Regions from separate parts of the Mus musculus genome. Here regions 1 and 2 are each linked to region 3. Evidence: chromatin contacts called from public promoter capture Hi-C data. All regions are on one chromosome and are shown on one strand. The core of a region is the stretch at or near the end of the contact, and the rest is flanking DNA. Distances in the headings are between cores, read along the strand shown. Region 1 holds the start of Nfatc2ip (nuclear factor of activated T cells, cytoplasmic, calcineurin dependent 2 interacting protein). Region 2 holds the start of Hsd3b7 (hydroxy-delta-5-steroid dehydrogenase, 3 beta- and steroid delta-isomerase 7). Region 3 holds the start of Zfp771 (zinc finger protein 771).

The links. Promoter capture Hi-C pulls out the DNA fragments that hold promoters and counts their contacts. Capture Hi-C pulls out chosen DNA fragments and counts their contacts.
Region 1: a promoter capture Hi-C map of liver shows a contact between it and region 3, with 2.1 times the contacts expected there. The contact joins the promoter of Nfatc2ip here to the promoter of Zfp771 in region 3. A contact is called at or near these places in 1 of 115 datasets of contacts at active chromatin or transcription factors (large pre-B cells) and 1 of 9 other capture datasets (liver).
Region 2: a contact with region 3 is called in a promoter capture Hi-C map of neural stem cells. The contact joins the promoter of Hsd3b7 here to the promoter of Zfp771 in region 3. A contact is called at or near these places in 1 of 39 promoter capture datasets (neural stem cells) and 1 of 9 other capture datasets (macrophages).

The regions. Positions count from the first base shown.
Region 1 is chr7:126,395,271-126,400,073 of GRCm38.p6, forward strand. Nfatc2ip (nuclear factor of activated T cells, cytoplasmic, calcineurin dependent 2 interacting protein) reads right to left here and starts at 1,467. Exons shown (of 8, transcript NM_010900.3): 1 at 1,086-1,467; 2 at 672-744. The coding sequence starts at 1,445.
Region 2 is chr7:127,798,670-127,803,478 of GRCm38.p6, forward strand. It overlaps Hsd3b7 (hydroxy-delta-5-steroid dehydrogenase, 3 beta- and steroid delta-isomerase 7), which reads left to right and starts at 1,940. Exons shown (of 7, transcript NM_133943.2): 1 at 1,940-2,045; 2 at 2,406-2,577; 3 at 2,792-2,947; 4 at 3,165-3,273; 5 at 3,345-3,444; 6 at 3,567-3,729; 7 at 4,117-4,809. The coding sequence starts at 2,412. The coding sequence ends at 4,532. Setd1a (SET domain containing 1A) reads left to right here. Exons shown (of 19, transcript NM_178029.3): 18 at 422-559; 19 at 637-1,453. The coding sequence ends at 810.
Region 3 is chr7:127,241,627-127,246,118 of GRCm38.p6, forward strand. It overlaps Zfp771 (zinc finger protein 771), which reads left to right and starts at 2,900. Exons shown (of 3, transcript NM_177362.4): 1 at 2,900-2,982; 2 at 3,359-3,508. The coding sequence starts at 3,368.

The DNA.
Region 1 (4,803 bases), core at 217-2,716, 850 kb before region 3:
GAAAGGAGTCTTAGTTCCAGGTCTTTGCAGACTGTTATCACTCCCCTATTAGCCTTGACTCGTAGTCACTGGCCTTATTAAAGGGTTTGCAAAAACTTATCAGTAGAGAATAAAGAATGGGCAGTTCTGATAAAGTCAAAGAAACACTCTTCTGGCTCCAAAGTGTTCCCAAGGAATGGAACACTGTAGGAGTGTAACAAGATGTCACAGAGTCTCAGAACTCCCTTCACCCCTATTATGATAACACAGATCAAAATGTCAAGGGTAGGTACCTCAAACTTCACTCTAACATATCCATATGCCCGTTAGGACCCGAAGAGGGGAAGGGGTGGACATGGCTATTAAGTAGGTTCCTGTGACTTCTGATTAATGAACCAGCATCTTTATGGACCATAACTTTCCCCTATCTCAGACTCAGGAGTCCATTTTCCCAATACCACTTAGAATCAAAATTGTGTGTCAACTGGATAACACTTGAGCATCATTCTCCAGACCCTAGATACCACTGAAGCACAGAGAAAAGGGGTGGGGGTGGGGGCAGGGGGACGGAGGGTGCTGGAGCGAGGGGGGGGCGCGGGGGGGGGGGGGAGATATCACTGACTACAGGGATGTAAACTCTAGGAAGTCTCAGAGAAGCCAGTGCAGGGTACTCCCGACAAACCCACTCTTACCATCTTCAGGCTCTGAAGGGCACAGTTTCAAGAGGGATGAATTATCTGGAATGAGGTTGAGGCTGCTCTGTACCTACGAAGACAAAAGGGGGAAGAGGAGGTGGGTCTCACATCCTGCCAACCCTACTTAAGACAAGAATGGCTCTTCCCTCGATTCCAGCACTTGTCTTCTCTAAGGACTCCAATCCCTGAAGCGCATCTAGAAGGCCAGCTTCCCTCGATCGTCCCTCGATCTCTCTCAGCCTCCCTCTACCCGAAGATACAATCCCAGATAACTCCATACATCTAACATTACCGACCCCCTCGTATCTCCAATCTAAAAGTATTCATCACACACACACACTGCCCCAAGCCAAACCCGCCACGCCAGTCTTAGCACTCCCCCAACAACCCTCCTTGGGGACCTTGCTGCACCTTCCCGGAGTACACTGGGACCACCGGCGCCTCTCCGGGATCCAGCAGCCGCCGCCGCCGCCGTCGCACCAATGTACGCGGGGCTCCCGCAGGCCCCTCGGCCGCCCCTTCACTGTCACTGTCGCTGTCCTGCTCAGGTTTAGCCGGCGCGGGGAGGCGGGCGACCGGCACCTCTACTGGGTCTGCGACTTCCAAGACCTCTTCGTCGCTGTCACTGACCAAGTCCACAAGCACGGTGTCTGGAATGAGCCTAGCCGGAGACTGCCGGGCGCGAGGACACCGGCCACGGGCGCCTCGGGCTCTCCGAGCGCCTCGGCCACCGCGGGACCTCGGACCACGTCCCCTCAGTGGTTCCGCCATCTCCCACACTGCTTCCACAAACACCGGCCTCTACACAGTCACCGGCCCACCGTATTAGCGTCTGTCCCTTTCATTGGACGAACAGCCTGCCGGTCATCATCTCTTCCCGCCCACACGCTCTGGATCCGCCTATCCACGTTCTCATTGGTCTACTTACCTGTCTATCACCTACCCTCCACTAAAACAAAGGCGCCAAAGATTCCAATCTCTTTGGTACAATCAAAAAAGGTTTCGATTCTGTACAGTTCATCCATTGGCTAAATTTCCTCCTGACCCAGCCTTCCCCAGGGCCCGCCCATTAGAGAAATCCATTTTCCTGGTTGGTGAAAGACTGGCGCATCCTGGGAATTGTAGTCCTCATTCTCGGAAGCCACAGAAAAAGCCTTGTGGAACTAAGGTTAGAAGCTGAAGATCTTGGGCTGTGGATTCCTTTTGTGTCCTCAACCTCTGTGTGGCAGGAGTTCCATTCCACACTAAACACCTTCATGCATGTCACCTCTGAAATACTCTACAAACACAATATCAAAACAATATATGTCATAGCACAGCACAACTCAGAAACACTTTTTAAGACAATTACAAATTAAAATAAGAGACTTACTTCCCTGTTGCAAAGAAAAGAGGCTTCCTTCTGGCTCCTCTTTCCTGATCATTGAAATATGAATGCTTCTCGGTTTACAGCGGGGTTACTCTTGATAAAGGCCTTGCTGCCGCTTATCTGCACAATGTACTACAGAGCACCAGGGTTCATGCTCGTGATTGTAGACTGACTGGGAGCTAGCTGCGCTTTCCAGCAACATGCTATGCACACTTAGCTCGTTTGGGAAACAATACAACTTCAAAACTCAGAAAGGTCTGAATTCTGAGAGGTCTTTGATGGTTTAATGTTTGTCTGCTGGTCAATACCCTGCTGGCATTCACTCATGCATGTGGAAATTAACTGAAAAAAATGTAAGTACTGTCAGTACCATGGTTGTGCATATGCTAATCCTTCTAATGTCTTAATAAACCCCTTGCCTTTTCACAACTCAGCAATTCAAGGTAGAGTCTTCTCTTTGAAATGCAGACATCACTGGGCAGTGGTGGCACAAGACTTTAATCAAGCACTTGGGAGGCAGAGGCAGGCAAATCTCTGTGAGTTCAAGGCCAGTTTGGTCTACAGAGTGAGTTCCAGGACAGCCAGCACTGCACAGAAAAAGCCGGTCTCAACCGACCCCCCCCCCTAAAAAAATCAAACTGGGGAAACCAGATCCAAGAACTTATCAGGTAGGCCAGACCAAGAGTATGACTTCCTCATAAGGAGCCCATAAAGTGATGGATGCCTGCCACTGAGATGGTATGCCTCCACAATATCCTGTCGCCTGATACCCGATGACTAAATCATAGACTGATAAGCAGAGGGTTCTCTGACTTTCTCTGGAGCTTAGCTTGCCTCAGTTTCCCACTGTTGCCTGGCCTGCTCAGCTGCCTACCCCTACCCCTGCTCTCCTGACCCAACCTGGACTTAAAGCCACCATTTCCTGCTTTTGAATCCTGGTTCCAGCAGCTCCCTCCTGTCACTGGCCTGATTAGTTATCAATGCAGACTCCATCAGTTCACTTCTGAGACCTTTTGAACTCTAATGTAGCCCTTTCTGTTTATTCTGTAAATCTTATATATGCAGGGAGATATAATTTGCTGTCTGTTGTGTCATGTGAGAGTTAATATTAGTAATTATGATTGGGATAAAAGAACATGCATTCACCTTGGCCAGATCACTAAAATAGGTGGATCGTGTGTGACAAATTGCTGCCATTAAGACCACTGACATTTGTGAATTTATTGTTAGTAGATTCTGTTACTGAAAAGACACAAACGGGCTGGAGGGATGGCTCAGCAGTTAAGATCTCTGACTGCTCTTCCAGAGGTTCAATTCCCAGCAGCCACATGGTGACTCACAATCCTCTGTAATGGGATCTGACACCCTCTTCTGTCATGCATGCATACATGCAGATAGAGCACTCATTAACATAAAATAAATAAGTATTTTTTTTAAGGGGGAAGGAGGACTGGGGTCACAGCTGAGTGGGCACTTGTCAGCTTGACTGGGTCTGGAATCAAATGCAAGCCTCGGGGAGCTGTGTAGGCTCTTTTGGATCAGATTATTTGAAGTGGGAAGAGCATCTCAAATAAAAGGATGTGAGAGAAGAAGCCCTGGTTTTTTGTTTGTTTGTTTGTTTGTTTGTTTGTTTGTTTTTGTCTGTTGCAAACACTCTGCTGGCAAGCTCATCCTCTCTGCTCCTGCTGCATTGCTGCTGTGATAACATAGCCGTTACCTGGGCTTCTGGGGTACAGTGAGGACACCAGATTGGGACAGCCGAGACATCGAGCTTCACGGACTGAGCAGCCACTGTTGGGTTACCCAGACCGTATCTCGGGAGCCAAACAAGTTAGTCTCACATATATACTCTGAAACCTTTTGAGAACATAGTATTCTCCCCTGCAGCCTTGGCAATAGACTCGTCCTATTAATAATTTTTCTCTGCAGAAGCCTCACTAATACACTGGCATGCATGAAGCCTTGGGTTTAACCTCCAGCCCCGTACAATAAATAACTAGTCAACAAGATGCCTCAGTGGGTGAAGGAACTTGCTGCAGAGCCCTTGTCATGAGCACGGAAAGAACAGCCAGTGTTTTTACCTGCTGAACTATCTCAGCATCTCTCCATCCCTCCTCCCTCTCTGCTCCTTTTTATTTACACAAGAGACTGACTGTACAGCTCTGTTGTGCCAGGGAAATGTTTGTGATCCCCAAAAAACCAGACAGGAGCTGATCTGATGCAACTCACAGCAGGGTCTTTATTCTAGCCAGCTTGCCCCCCCCCCAACACACCACCATGCAGGATTGTTTTGGGAGGGGCAGAGCCCCAAATGTCTATCAGGGCACCTCTTGCACTACACAACAGTGATAACCCCTTGCGCACCTGCTCCAATTGACTCTACCCTGGCAGGATCAAAGACATGCAGCCACCAGCAGGGGCCGCTATTTTCCTGTGGTCTACCAAAGAAAGGCAAGGTCTTCCATCTCAACTAAGCTAAGGTAAAGCAAATGCCCTAATGCAGACCAAAATATGCCCGCCCTGCAGTATGTATTTTGCGATGACAGTTTAGAGAAATGCAGACCTGGATGTAGCTCTGAAAAATCGTCCTCTGCAGAAGAAATACTCATTAGGACTGTTAACAATAAGGCCAGTTTTTTTTCCCAAATGGTGCTATTTTTCTAAGGAAATTAAATAATTTTAAACTCACTCGTTAAAGTTATACAATGCAAACAAAGACAAAAATATATTGAAACTCATGCATTTCTGTAGCATTAATAT
Region 2 (4,809 bases), core at 690-3,189, 560 kb after region 3:
TGAGAGTGGCAATTGCATTACCTATTTCCTGGGAATAGCTGCCCCTTGCAGCACAAGGCCTTTGTCCTGGCACAGACCATCTGCCATCTGCTCTCACCAGCTGCCCAGTAGGTGCCTGTGTATGAAGGCTAGTCCTAGGAAAGGCTTCAATTCAAGGCATGGCCACTGTCATTTCGGAAGCTGCCCCGGGCCCACAGCATGTTATGGACTCCATCCACTATGGCCACACAGGTTCTCAGAAGAGCCAGTGCTGGTTTCCCCAGAGTCCCCTTCTGCTGACTTTGGATCAGAATGGGTGGGAGCAGGTACACTCAGATGCCGACCCAGTCAACATGGGCCCAGGAACTGGTGGCTTGGCCAGAGGGGAGCAAGTCTAGTCCATGCAGTGGCTGAAGTCTTAGGGCGTGTCTTACTCTCACAGATGGTAGCGGACATGCGGGAAAAGCGCTACGTGCAGGAGGGCATTGGCAGCAGCTACCTTTTCCGGGTGGATCACGACACCATCATTGATGCCACCAAGTGTGGCAACCTCGCCAGGTTCATCAACCACTGCTGCACGGTGCGCTCAGGGCTGGGCCGGGGCTGGGCTGGGCAGGGGTGAGGTGGGGCTGTGGCTTACACTCCCACCTCCTGCAGCCCAACTGCTATGCGAAGGTGATCACCATTGAGTCTCAGAAAAAGATTGTCATCTACTCGAAGCAGCCCATCGGCGTGGATGAGGAGATCACCTACGACTACAAGTTCCCACTAGAAGACAACAAGATTCCGTGTCTGTGCGGCACTGAAAGTTGCCGTGGCTCCCTCAACTGAGGTGGGGCAGGACCGGTGCCCTCACCCCTATTTATTCCCCCTTGGTGCCCTAAGCTCCCAGCACCCCAGCCTTATTGGGCTCAGCAGGGCCCACTGCCCCCACCTTCACGTGGGATAGGGAGCACTGAGGCCAACAAGGGAGCCTCAGTCCTTTGAGGCATCTGCTGCCTCCCCTATGCCCCATGCCCAAACACCCTCTTAATTTTTTTTTCTTTGCGAAGAAGAAGCTGTAAATGTTTTGTAGCTGCCAGCAGCTGTTTCCTGTGGAAACCTGGGGTACCAGCCTGTATAGATGCTATTCTTGGGGGCTGCATAGCCCTTTGCTTCATGTTAATGGGGACTTCCCCTTCTGCCCTATGTGCACCCCGCCCCAGTTTAGGGGTCTCTGGGGCAGTGGCCATGTTCTCCCCCTGGGGGGGCCTTTGGCCCCTAGTCCTGGGAACTCTGTGCCTGGAACCCTGCCTCATCTGTTCCTGCCAGACCCTGTGGGTCACCCTCCCACCCTGGTGTCTCAGGGCTCTGGCTCAGTGGGCCAGGATGGTGGGGGGCAGGCCCTTCTTGTTGGGCTGGATTGTACATAATGTTAATAGTGAAACCCAACACCACATTTTTATAATTGTGATTAAACTTTATTGTACAAAAATGCTTGGTCAGTATCTTTGGGAAGAGCAGACTGGGATGCAAGTTGCCACAGTGGGTGAAGCAGGAGAGAGGGGGAATGGGTGGCTTTGAGTTTGGGGTGAATCAACCTGCAGACCGCAGTGCTGCTTTGGACCAACCACCTAGATACAACAAACATGCCAGATCTGTCTCACTATGGATGCTAGCCAGAATTATGTCAAGATCAGGTTTACCCTGCTCTCCCTCCCAGAACCATAGCTGGTGCTGGGCCTTCAGCCTACTGGGAGACCCAGCAGGAGGGACAAACATATCAGTGATGGGGGCATCCCTTCCCTACCCTATTATCCTGAAATACACTACCAAATGGGCAGGTTCTGTCCTTTGCCTGCCACTGAAGAGTGGACTGGCCACCAGGGGGCACTCTGGCAAGAAAATTCCCTCCAAACCCCCTTGCCCGCCCCTAGGGGTGGAGGCTAGGCTGGTCTCCTTCCTGGAATGGGTCAGGAGGGAGGAGCGAGCGGAAGGAAGGAAGCCTATGTACATCTAGCTGGTCCACCAGTCCAGGACACAACCTCCTCCAGTGGCCAGTTTGTGCGCCCTGGGACTTACTACAGGTAGGCAGAGCTGATACTGAGGCCCAGCTGGCCTGCCTTTTAGCCTGCGCCCTTCCAACCTCCCTATTCAACTCCTTGCTTTCTCTGCCTGTCCTTTAGTAATCTAGTCTTTTTTTTTTTTTTTTTTTTTCCCCCCACCCGCCTCAATCCCTCCCATTCTGCATCCAATTCTAGTGACTCAGCAGTTAGGGTCAGAGGGCAGGGAGCCTTAGTGCTACAGGCACAGAAAACTGCAACCCACCCCTGCTACTCAGCCTCTCCACCCACACTGCTCCCACCTAATGATCCCTTCTATGAAGAACACATGGTTGGAGCAGGTGCTACCAGGCAATTCTAGTGAGCTAAATTCTCTTCCCACAGCTGGGCATGGCAGACTCTGCACAGGTGCCAACACTGGTATACCTGGTCACAGGTGGCTGCGGCTTCCTGGGGGAACATATTGTTCGGATGCTGCTGGAACGGGAGCCCAGGCTCCGGGAGCTGCGTGTCTTTGACCTGCACCTGAGTTCTTGGCTGGAGGAGCTGAAAGCAGGTGACTGGAGTGGGGCAGTAGCAGGAGGTAGGGAGGCCCCATCCCTTCCCAGACTGGGATACCTCAGCTTATGGAAAAGATGATTCCTGTTTGTTCTCCACCAGACAGAGGGGCCGGGTGAGTCATTGGTTCATGTGGCTTCCAGGGTGTGGACAGGCCAAACTCAGCAGCTGGCTAAGGCCCCAGCTCTGACACTGCCTCGGGTCTCCACCAGGGCCTGTGCAGGTGACTGCCATCCAGGGGGATGTGACTCAGGCCCATGAGGTGGCAGCAGCCATGTCTGGATCACATGTGGTCATCCATACAGCTGGGTTGGTGGATGTGTTTGGGAAGGCCAGTCCAAAGACCATCCACAAAGTCAACGTGCAGGGTGAGCTGCTACCTACCTGTTGGCCCCTAGTGTGTGGCCTGCCTCTGACCAGTGATTTTTATGGGAGGGCCTGTCCTTTTTGATAACCTTGTCCATTTACTGCTGTCGAACCCTGTCCTGACCTGATGCGGTTCTCCTTGGACACTGGGGGGGGGGGGGGGGCAGAAGGAGTGAGAGGCGGGAAGACACAGCTTGCGTCTGTCCCTTTCCTCCATAGGCACACAGAATGTGATTGATGCTTGTGTGCAGACTGGCACTCAGTACCTGGTCTACACGAGCAGCATGGAAGTGGTGGGGCCTAACATCAAGGGCCACCCCTTCTACAGGTGAGCTCAGCCCCACTTAATCTTAGAGCCCATTTCCCTCCAGCACTCAGTCTTCTTTCTCCCCTCTCCAGGGGCAATGAAGATACCCCATATGAGGCAGTCCACAGCCATCCCTACCCATGCAGTAAAGCCCTTGCTGAGCAGCTGGTCCTCGAGGCCAATGGAAGGAAGGTACACTGCAAAGATGGGACTTGAGCTGCAGGGGCAGAGCCTGAGTCCCAGGCTTCTTTGCATCCATCTCCAGCCCACGGTGGAGAGGGTGGGTACACTTCAAAATTCCCCTCTGCCACCAGGTCAATGGAGGGCTACCCCTGGTGACATGTGCCCTTCGACCCACGGGCATTTATGGTGAAGGTCATCAGGTCATGAGAGACTTCTACTACCAGGGACTGCGCTTTGGAGGTCGTCTATTTCGGGCCGTCCCAGCTTCTGTGGAGCACGGTCGGGTCTATGTTGGTAAGGACAGGGACAGCAGGGCTCGAGGAGTGGCTCTGATGGTGGCAGAGTCACGCGTGTACGCCTGGCTCCACGCGAGCTCAGGCAGACAGTGGCATGTGGGCATTTTCTGCATGAGTTGAAAAACGGGGAAAGCATCCAAGCAGTTGGGAGGGCTGACATAAGAACATGGCGTAGGTTATGATGAGCAACAGGAGCGACAGCTCTCCAGAGAAAGGGAGAAAGCATCTACACGGGATCCAAGTAGCTGCAGGATGCCCAGGAGGGCTGGTGGCTACGGGGCCTTGGAGAAGGGCAACTTTGATTAATCAGACAGTAGAGAGGTGTGGGCAAGATCTACACGGGGCCAAGGCCAGCTTCTCTCCCTCCCTCCCTCCCTGCTGGCAGGCAATGTTGCTTGGATGCACATACTGGTGGCCCGGGAGCTGGAGCAGCGGGCAGCACTCATGGGTGGCCAGGTGTATTTCTGCTATGATAAGTCACCTTATAAAAGCTACGAGGACTTCAACATGGAGTTTCTGAGTCCCTGTGGTCTTCGACTGATAGGCGCCCACCCACTGCTGCCCTACTGGCTGCTAGTGCTGCTGGCTACCCTCAATGCCCTGCTGCAGTGGCTGCTCCGCCCACTGGTGCTGTACACACCCCTGCTGAATCCCTACACGCTGGCTATGGCCAACACCACCTTTACTGTCAGTACCAACAAGGCACAGCGGCATTTTGGCTACAAGCCCCTCTTCTCATGGGAAGAGAGCAGGACCCGCACCATTCAGTGGGTGCAGGCGATGGAGGGTTCAGCTCGGTGATGGCAGGGCCAGGAACTGGAGACCACTGTGGCACATACTCCAGGTCCTGAGCCCCCAAATCTGGATGAAGAGAAATGGCTGCCTTTTGAAGATGAAGACTCTGCTCTACACATCATGACTCCGTGATGTGGACCCTGCCACATCTTAACTACACAGATCCTGAGACTGGTTCATATTCCAGTCTCCTAGTTCTAGGATAGGGTTTGGGGAAAGGCCTATCTTTGGTGCCAACTCAGGCCTGCCAGGTAGTTGGCAAAACTGATTTCTTGAATGGTCT
Region 3 (4,492 bases), core at 1,650-4,149:
CAATGAGCTCAGATGCAGGTGTAGGCCGTGCCGCCCAGTGGTCAGCTCTGACACAAGTTATTTTAGACGTAACAGTTTATATTGACCTTTAATTTGATGGGTCCTACATACAGCTTTGTGGAATTTTGGTTTTTCGAGACAGGGTTTCTCTGGCTGTCCTGGAACTCACTTTGTAGACCAGGCTGGCCTCGAACTCAGAAATCTGCCTGCCTCTGCCTCCTGAGTGCTGGGATTAAAGGTGTGCACCACCACGCCCGGCTTTGTAGAATTTCTTAAGATTAACACCTTCCTACAGAACATGACAGGATATGTGATCAGCATGACCTTGCTGTGAGTCAAGTTATTTTTCTATGTCAATGACTGGCAGGTATATTATAACAACAATATGAAATAGCTGGCAGGCATGGAACAAAATGGCTACAGCTGTGCTGGGGAGAGGGCAAGCCTCAACAGATCAGACCTTGTTAGGTTATTTCTTTCCACATTATTCTTGAAAAGCCCACAAACGGGGGGGGGGGAGGAATAAAAAACAGTAATGAAGTCTTTGAGAAGGCAGACCTTCTTTGGTGCACAGGGATGGCAGACTGCGGTAGAACTATAGTTTCTTATACAACCAGAACCCAACTGCCATTTGGAGAATATTTAACTAGAATTGGAAAGAGGGCTCAGTGGCTAAGAGCATTTACTTCTCTTGCAGAAGATTTGGTTTGGTTCCCAGCACCCACATGGTGGCTCGCAACCATCTGTGACTCCAGCTCCCGGAGATCTGACTCCCTCTCCTGACCTCTTGGGGCTCCTGCAGGCATGCAGCACACATACAGGTACTCAAGTGTGCACAAACACACATTCAAAGAAAAAAAGAAAAACTTTCAGAAGCTAGAGAGCTGGCTGCTCTTTCAGAGGCACAGGGCTTGGTTCCCAGCACCCTCGTGCATCCCTCACAACTCTTGAGTCCACCTCAGGAGATCCCACACCTTCTTGTGGCCTATTTGGGCATCTGCAAGCATGTGTACACACACAGTCGTGTATCTTTAAACAGTAACCTTAAAAAAAGGCATTTAACTGCGAAGGAGCATCCTGACCATCAGGACAGCTCCGGAGCCGCTTCTGCCGCCTCCTGTTCAGCTTCCCGACGCAGTCTCTTTCCTTGTGAAATGGAGGCTTCTATCTTGCTGCCCAGGTGGCTTTGAACTCAGGATCCTCCAGAGTTGCTTGTATTCCAGAGGTGAGCCATCACATGGAACTTCAAGTTTCTGTTTCCAGTCCTATCTGGAACTGATACTCATGGGAGTCACTAGATATTGGTGGTATCAGAAGCCTTTGGGACACAACTGTCCTCTCTGATTTTGTCTCCCACCCTTCTCTTTTTCTTTTTTAATTTATTTTTTTTAAAGATTGTATTTGGCCGGGCGTGGTGGCGCACGCCTTTAATCCCAGCACTCGGGAGGCAGAGGCAGGCGGATTTCTGAGTTCGAGGCCAGCCTGGTCTACAAAGTGAGCTCCAGGACAGCCAGGGCTATACAGAGAAACCCTGTCTCGAAAAACCAAAAAAAAAAAAAAAAAAAAAAAAATAAAGATTGTATTTGCTGGGCATGGTGGCGCACACCTTTAATCCCAGCACTTGGGAGGCAGAGGCAAGTGAATTTCTGAGTTCAAGCCAGCCTGGACTACAGAGTGAGATCCAGGACAGCCAGGGCTATCCAGAGAAACCCTGTCTCGAACCCCCCCCCCAAAAAAAAAAAAACCAAAACAAAAAACCAAAACAACAACCACAAAGATTGTATTTATTTTATGTGTATGAGTACTCTGTAGCTCTCTCAGACACACCAGAAGAGGGCATCTGATCCCATTACAGATGGTTGTGAGTCACCATGTGGTTGCTGGGAATTGAACCTGTGGAAGAGCAGTCAGTGCTCTTAACCATTGAGTCATCTCTCTGGCTCCTTTATTATTTTTATTAGAAAAAAAAAGTTTCACTATGCAGGTCTGCCTGGCCTTCAACTTACAGAAGTCCACCTGCTTCTGCCTCCCCAGGGCTAAGTGGCACCATGCCCAGTTAAAAATATCTAGAGAGATAGGCAAGATGGTACTGTATGTAGTATTGTAGAGTGGATTTGACCTTGGGCTATTTCTTCCCACACTACCAGTAGTGAGAAATGCTTCTTTACTGTATAATTTAGGTAAATCAGTCCTCTCTGAACTATCTTTAAGTGCACGTGTAAAGTGAGATCGCAATCCTCTGTGCTGAGCAAATGTGACCCAGTGTGTAAAACAGCAAACTTTCAAGAACAGGTACCCAAGCCAGGCACGACAACTCCTGCCTTATACTCTCCAGATTCGGGGTGAGGGTCGGGGGCTTGCCACTGGTTCTAAACTAACCAGGTTTACATAGTGAGCCTCTGACAAGTCAGAAACAACACTCGGTAGATGAAAGCGACAGATTGGGCGGTGGTGGATCTGGGCCGCATGCGGGCAAACAGTAAGCTGTCTGGCAGATCAGGGGATGGGAAGGCGACGCGAGAAAGAACGAAGAAGGAAAAAGGAGGGGAAAGAAGAGAGGAGGCAACAGGGCCCGCTCTCCAGGCGGGGCGCCAGCGAGAGGCCCAGACCCCCGGGAGCGCACGTGGCCTACGCGGGCACAGCAATCTCGGTGGGGCGTCAAGATCCAGCAGCGGCGGAGCCCGGCTGAGGGTGGTTGGAACTCGGCTGCAGGGCCTTGAAGGCCGGGCTAGGCATGGTCTGTTGGTTAGGAGTTTCCGGGCCGCGGACACCTCTGAGTCCCGGCTACCCCTCCCGGGGCGGTTAGGGACAGAAGCTCAGGCCTCCAGCCTCTCCCCTAGGGGCGGGGCCAGACGGGCGAACCAATGAATGTCCGCCCCTGGGGCCCCGCCCCGCCCCCGCCTCCGGAGCCGCGGCCTTCGCAGAGCACCCAACCGCCCCTCGCCCAGGCCCGGGGCCGCACGAGCACCGAACCTCGGGCTGGTGAGTGCGCACTCCACCCCGGGGCCTCAGCTCCAGCGGGCCTCCGGCTCATCCCTTAGCGCTCAGGTCGCCGACCCAGGCTCTGGGGAGTGACTCAGCGCGAGGAGGGTGGCAACTCGCGGGAGCTGGAGATTCGAACTGTTCAGGGCCCTGAATGTCGGGATGAGTGGGGTGAACGGGTGTCTTCTGAGCTGGGCCCTGGGCAGTGTCGGAGCGTGGGGTTGGGTTAGGGTGGATGGGAAAGGACTGGACTCGGAGCCTGGGCAGGGCGGGGGAAGCCACGGCTGCACCGCCTTGTCTGGGCCGGGGCCACAGTGGGGGTGGGGGTGGGGGTGGGGGGCGGGTCCTGAGCCTCTGATCCAGCGCCCCGCCTCAGGACACCAAGATGCCTGGCGAACAGCAGGCAGAGGAGGAGGAGGAGGAAGAGATGCAGGAGGAGATGGTGCTGCTGGTGAAGGGTGAGGAGGAGGAGGGTGAGGAGAAGTATGAGGTGGTGAAACTCAAGATCCCTGTGGACAACAAGGAGGTACGTGTTCCGTCCCGATCCCACCCCCACCCTCGAACCTGTGCCAGGTTCAACGTCCCTCAGACAGAAGTCAAAAATCCTGCCCCCGCCTTTTCCTGGATCTCAGATCTAGAAACTCAGAATTGGCCCATCCTTGTGCTCACTGCCCCCCACGCCCCATTGGATAGACGTTTGGCCCACTGTGAGAGCCAGATGCCATGCTGGGTGCTGCTTGAGGCACCGTGCTGAGTGGCTTCAGTCTCCACGCAGCCTGATGTCTGTAAACTCACAATCCTGTATCCTGAGTCCAGATATAGGAGTTAGCAAAGGCCAGAGGTGAGGGAAGATGAGGCCAGGCCGCAGTAACAACAGCTACCTCTCGCATAGTTTATGGTGTGCCAGATGCTATTCTAAGCACCTCCAGTCTGGTTTGTTGCTAGTACTGACTCCATTTTCTAGGTGAGGAACTGAGTCTAAGACAGTTGGCAACCGACCTAAGTGACTACCCCAGACTGGAAGAGTGGCTCTGTCTGTAGGGAGCTATGGGACAGTAGTTCCCTCATACTCCAGCACAGCTCCAGGCAGGTTGGTTGGCAGAGCATGCTGGGGATCTGGGTTTTCTCCTGGAGGTTTTTAGGACATCAGAATGAGTTAGAGTCTGCCATTTGAGACCCTAACTATTCACCAATTATTTTACTTCCCAGAGCTGCCAGGGACCCTGGGCTGTCCCTTTCTCAGTAGACTTGAGTTCAGCTGGAGGGCTCTGGCTGCCTTGGGGATAAATGCTCGTTCCCCTAGCGGACCTGATGAGTTGCTGGGAAAGGACACCTGCTCTCTAGGCCTCTTCCACTGCTAACTGTGAAGTCCGGTTCTTTCCAGCCTTCTTGGCTATCATCTTCACTCAGCCTGACTTTGAGACCTCGCATACACTTTGGTTTGAACACTAAGGACCTAAGGCTCCAGAGATTAAGATGGACTTCCATTCTCATCACCTCCCTACCAGCT